Linked DNA regions of Anas platyrhynchos: region 2 is linked to region 1. Evidence: chromatin contacts called from public Hi-C data. All regions are on one chromosome and are shown on one strand. The core of a region is the stretch at or near the end of the contact, and the rest is flanking DNA. Distances in the headings are between cores, read along the strand shown.

Region 1 (2,900 bases), core at 270-2,769:
TGATGAACGAGATGTCAGACTGCCGACTGATGTCCATTTCTCGGGACTTTGAAGTGACCATTTTAAAAGGATTTACTTTGCCCATTAAGTACTGGGAGATGAGGTTAGGAGTCCATCCGCTTCCTCACCCCAACTTGTGTTTTAGAGGCCAGCAAATGAGGTCCTTCCCCTCCACAATATTTTCTTATTATTTATCATAAAAGCGAGCAGATTTTAGGCCTGGGTAGCTATAATTTTGTTACTATTTAGTAAGGCTGCCCCCCAAAATCCAGACCCTTTCTAACTGGTTTAGATCCAGATTCTGCAAATGCCACGAGCGACTGCAGGCCCCCTTGGAGTCTCACTGGCCTTTGGGGGCAGGACCCGGCTCTACAATTATCCCCGTGCTCCTGCCTGCACCAAAGGCAGGCCTCCAGCAGCGGCAGCCCTGGGAATACCCTGCCTGCACGGCACACGGAGCTCCTTCTGCGTCCCCGGTGCTTGATGTCTGTTGTCTTGTTTGGTTGGGCACAATTGTTTTAGAATTGGATTTGCTTGCAGCAGCCGTGATTTAAGAGTCTCGGCTCCTACTTCCAGCGCAGCGACTGACTTACTGCGTGACCTGAAGCAACTCATCCACCAGGGTTTATTACCCGAAAAGGGAGCTCCTTGCTCCCTTTTCGCTGGGGCTGGGGGCTCGTGGTGCGGGGCACTGCGAGGCCCAGCTGGGCTCCCCGGCTCCCCGCCACCAGGGCAGGGTGGTGCGAGCCTCGCAGCCTCTTGGTGTCTCAGTTTCCCCATCCTGGGCAGGTTCCTGCAGGCAGAATCAGGATGGGGGCTCTGTGGAGCACCCCTGGCTGCCAGAAACGCCTCCTGCAAGCCATCCCCGTGGCAGGAATCATCAGCGTGCTCCGTGCTACGAATTCCTGCCCCTCATTTTGTGGGAATTGGAACATACCCACTACGAAATACTTTCCCTTCCTCTGGTGGCAGGTGCTGTAAAAGTGCAAAGCATTACGAGCATTATTGCTTTTCGTGCTGTGCCCCCTTCCGATGCCCAGGATCAGAGATGTAAATATATAAATATATATATATATATATATATATTTTTTTTTTTTTTATGGCTTGCTTTTCACGCTCCAACGTTTACAGCGTCTGGGGCACACCCATCCTGCGGGGGCTCCCCCAGGCTGTGTGCCGAGAGGCGTCGGAGGGTGGGGGGCTGCTGCAGCGCGACCCCACAGGGACCCCCAAATTCCCGATGCGAGGAGGGGAGGGGGGCAGCATCATCCTAGAGTCACAGCGGCGGCAGGGGGGGGGCGCGACACAGCCACAACCTTTCGGCAACCCGAGCCGCCGCTTGCGCAAGGCGGTCGGAGATAAATATATATATATATATATATATAAATATATAATTTTTTTTTTTTTTCCTCTCCCGGAGCGACACGGTGTCTAGACGCCCACGTGATGGGGCCGGGGCCGGGCCGTGCCGGGCCGGGGCCGTGCCGCTGCGCACTGCGAAGGCGCCGGAGGGGGGGGGAACCGGGGGGGCGGGCGCGGCCGAGGGCGCAGGCACCGCCGCTCCCGGCTCCTCCGCTCCGCTCCGCTCCGCCGCGCCCGGCTCCGCGCCGCCGGGGCTCCCCCGCAGCAAAGGAAGACGGAGGCGCTGGTGCGGGGAGGGCGCCTCTTTGCAGCCAGCGGAGGGAAGAGGAAAAAAAGGAGGAGGAGGAAAAAAAAAAAAAAAAAAAAGCAGGAGGAGGAGGAGGAGGAGAAGGAGGAGGGGAAGGAAGGAAGGAGGAGAGAGGAGGAAAAAAAAAAATAAAAAAGGATAATAATAATAATAATAATAAAAAAAGAGAGCCAGACGCGGCGGCAGCACGGAGAGGGTCCCCATGTAAGCACGGCGCCGGGGGAGGCGGCGGGTGGCGGCGGCCCCCCCGGTGCCCGCGGAGGGGAGCGGAGGGGAGCGGGGGGCGGGCAGCGCCGCCCGGCTCTCGCCGCCGGCAGCACGCTGCTGGGGAAGGAGGGACACAGCCCCACTTTTTTTTTTTTTTTTTCTTCTTTCTTTCTTTTCGTAGCAGCCGGATCAAGACTCTGCGTGTGCGTGTGGATTAAAACCTTCGGGAAGAAGGAGGAGGAAGACCCCAAAACCCCGCATCAGGACGACCTGGGCTTTCAAAAGGGATACAACACTCTGGATGCGCTTATTCTTCTCTTTTGTGACAGATGCTTAAATCGATTCCGACGGCCGAATCTTAGGGTCGGTGGTTGTTTTTTTATTTTTATTTTTTATTTTTTTTCCTTTTTTTTTTATTTTTATTTTTTTTGATCTCCACCGTCTGGGCTCGCTGTTTTCTTCCTAATTCCTTCGTTCTGCATCCCCGCCGCCCCCCAACCTTTCCCAAGCTGGCGGCTTGATGGGAGCCGCGGCCCCGGGGAGGCCGAGGATCCCCCGCGGCTCCAGGCTCGCTCCGCAGCCGCGCAGGGCTGCTCGGCGCCGGCCAGCCCAGCCCGCCTCCCCCCGCGCGATGCGCCGCGGCGCCGCGCTCTAAGGCGGCATTTTCGCCCTCTTCGCTTTTTTTCTCCGGGGGGCGAAGCGAGGCAGAGAGGCGGCTCCCCCCTCCCCCGGCTCCCTCGCTCTTCCTCCGCTTTCTGCCCCCTTTTCCTCGCACCCTTCGCGGCGGGCGGCGGAGGAAGCCAGCGCGGAGCCTGGCGCATGCCACAGCCCTCCTCGGCCCCGCCGCCGCCGCCGCCGCCGCCGCTTTCCCCCCGCCGCGACCCGGCTGCCGGCCCCTTCATGCGCGGCGGCCGACATGCCCGTTTTGTAGCCGGGGGCCCCTCCTCTCGTCCCGCATGTTCAGGACCAAACGCTCGCTGCTCGTCCGGCGGCTCTGGCGGAGCCGTGCCCCCGGCGGCGAGGA
Region 2 (2,809 bases), core at 258-2,757, 50 kb after region 1:
CGAATAAACGCCGGTTTGTTTACAGGCCCACAACCGCTGGAAAAAGCTAGGAGAAAAAGAGGTAATTCGGGGAATTCACACAGGTCTCAAAGTTTTGTCTTCGCTCTCTTCTGCTTCCCGCAGGCAGAGGTTTGTTTGCTTTGAAGCCGATGGTTACAGCACCTGCCCGAGCATGGGGGCCCGTCGGTTTTGTCTCACATTAGCCAAATACAGGCAGCAGTTCCCCCTAGTTTATCGTCCCGCTGAGTTGTTTGGGAAACGTTAGCTAAGCCCCAGCCGCACGCTCTGAGATAAGTTCTTACAAATAGTTCACAGATTCTTTGTAAAAAAAAAAAACACAAAACAAAACATGAGATTACTTTAAACCCAACAAAAAATATATATATTTCCACCAGGGAGAAATATAAACAGGCGGTAGCCCAAAAACATGTTCCTGGGGTATTTAATGGAGACTGGCTTGTGAGCACGGAATGGAGCGGGGCTGCAAGTTAACACACACTCATCTCTCCTGTTTGGTAGTTGTTAGTGAAGCAAATAGCATGAAAATTACAGCCAGAACCGTGGAGGTAGAGCAAGCTAACAGGGAGAGGGCTGCAGAAACTGATGCTCTCCTCCCTTGGCTTCACGCAGACAGACTCAGTCTGTAAATTGGGGGATGATTTTCTAACTGCTGAGGCAATTAGGAAGGTCCCATTGTGTCCTGATTCCTGTCCTTCCTCTGCGGCGTTCTCCTCGGGTGACCCTGGTGGGATGTGGCCAGGGGAAGATGCAGCTTCACTTTGGGCTTTCCTTACCCCGGCTTCCCAGCCACGGGGCTGGGATGCTCTTGCCTGCTTCAAAAAGTGGTCGTGTGGGTGAGTCAAAGACTGTTTGAGGCACAGAGATTTGGCTAAAGGGGAAACTTGCCTTATTTACCCATGGACAAAAGGAGATGTCACTCCCTGTTCTGCCGGGATGTCCCTGGGACAGCCAGGTCACAGCAGCAGGGCTGTGCCAGGACGGGCACTCCTCGGCCACCAGGGACACCACGGCCCTGCAGCCGTGGCTTTTGCATGCTCCAAACCCTACAATCGTAATCTGATTTATATTTACTCAAAATACCTTGATGCAAACAGGCTATACCTATTAACTTAGCGCTCCCACACCGGAATTATTATTTATTTAAGTATCTATAGCTGCTCCTCCCTGCTGCGGGGATGTGTCCGTGCCCCACCAGGTCTCTCTCCAGCAGGTTCCCACATCTTCCACGGCATCACACAATCACCTAGGCTGGAAGGGACCTCCACGATCACCTAGTCCAACCTCTGAGCTAACAAATCTTCAGCCCTGGCTGCCCAGCACGGGCGAGGGAGCTGGGGAAGGAGCAGGTGAGTGCTGCTCAGTCTGTAATCATCCCCTCGAGGCTCGGGCTGGCTGCGAGAAAGCTTCCCTTTGCTCTCCAGCCGGTTCCCCATATCGGGCGAGCGAAAGAAGCAGTTCCTGCTGGAAAGCAGACAAAGAGTCTGCTCGATTTCCTAACAGCGGAGGCTGCATGCCAGAATCTGCCCGGCCGGTCATATAATACCCAGCCTCGGTTGCGAAAGGCTTCTCACTTTTGTTGCTGGTGCCGGACGAACAGCTTTGCAGGCGTCTCTGTGGAGGGAGGGCTCCTGCTCCCGAATTTCTGCGTCCCGCTGGGCGATGGGTGCTAAATGTCTTGGTGAAAATAAACCCGAGGGGCTGTTCCTGGGAGTGCAGGGGGTACCAGGGGGATGGGGAGGGCACGGGGTGCAGGGCGTTCATCCCCCAATTCCTTCCTCTGCTGAGGGAAGGGAGTCCTTGCAAAGGGATGTCTCATGGGATGGGTATGCAGCGGTGCTTGAGGGGGCAAAGAGGCCCCAAAATTTCAGCTGGGCTTCGCCACAGAGAACTGGTCATCTCCCTCTGAATGGCAAGGGGCTCGCATGCAGCTGGTGCAGAGCACCAGGAGCCAGCCACGCTCCCCAGCCACATAAACCACGGGCTCATCACCCGCTTTCTCCAGAGCCAGCTGGAGCTGCAGGGAGGCTGAAGCGCTTACACAGCACTCCCACGCCACGAGCAGGATGGAGAACCTGCCCTGCAGTCCCTGCTTATCGCCAAACCACGCGGGCTGGATCGTGCTCTGCAGCTCTGCCCACCAGGAAGGGCAGGGGGAGCAGCCAAACACATACAGAGCCCCCCACGGCCACAGCACCATTCCTCCTGCAAGGCACAGAGCTAATTAGAGCCGCCCAAAGCAGCTGCTGGGGGGCTCACGGCACCGCTGGGGTAGGGGTCCAGGTCTGGCAGCCCCCTCCTGGAAGCCCCACGTCCTGCTGGATGGATCCTCCTGGCAGCAAAAGCCTCCGCAAATTAGGGGCTGCGCTTCCCGGGCTCTCTGCAGAAGGACATCAATGCAGAAAATGCAGAGCACAAATGAGGGTGTGGGGGATGAGTAATTAGAGAACACCCTCCCAGCAAGGCCAGTTGCAGGATTTCTACAATCTGCTTCCATCACAAGTATCAGTTCCCTCATCCTGGCCACCGGTGTCAGCCGGGCTGACCCTGCACCCCCCAACAAACTGTGCCAGTGCCAATTTATGGGGCACCAAATGCCATGCAGGGCATGCCCTGAGCTAGGCACGTCAGGGGAGTCCAGAATCTGGTGAAAAACCAAGTGAGAACTTGGAAACAGAAGACCTTTTGGAGGCCACTGTCACAAGCAGCATCTGCTCTGCTGAGCCATTTGATGCTGAGGTTGACCAAAGGTGAGATGTGTTTGGGGAACCTTTCCCCTGTGGAGCTGATG

The links. A called contact is a pair of places that touch in the nucleus more often than the background predicts.
Region 2: a contact with region 1 is called in a Hi-C map of small yellow follicle, with 2.6 times the contacts expected there. The contact joins the enhancer-like site here to the promoter of SMAD7 in region 1. A contact is called at or near these places in 3 of 8 Hi-C or Micro-C datasets (liver, small yellow follicle and subcutaneous adipose tissue).

What each region holds. Positions count from the first base shown.
Region 1 is chrZ:2,349,419-2,352,318 of IASCAAS_PekinDuck_T2T, forward strand. SMAD7 (SMAD family member 7) reads left to right here and starts at 1,520. Exons shown (of 4, transcript XM_038169927.2): 1 at 1,520-1,873; 2 at 2,058-2,900. The coding sequence starts at 2,833.
Region 2 is chrZ:2,399,159-2,401,967 of IASCAAS_PekinDuck_T2T, forward strand. The region is part of intron 9 of CTIF (cap binding complex dependent translation initiation factor); the gene reads right to left. Among named protein-coding and RNA genes, the nearest start is that of SMAD7, 50 kb to the left of the region's middle. Within about 2 kb of position 1,508, at least 1 of the 8 cell types and tissues checked has an H3K27ac peak or open chromatin away from gene starts, as enhancers often do.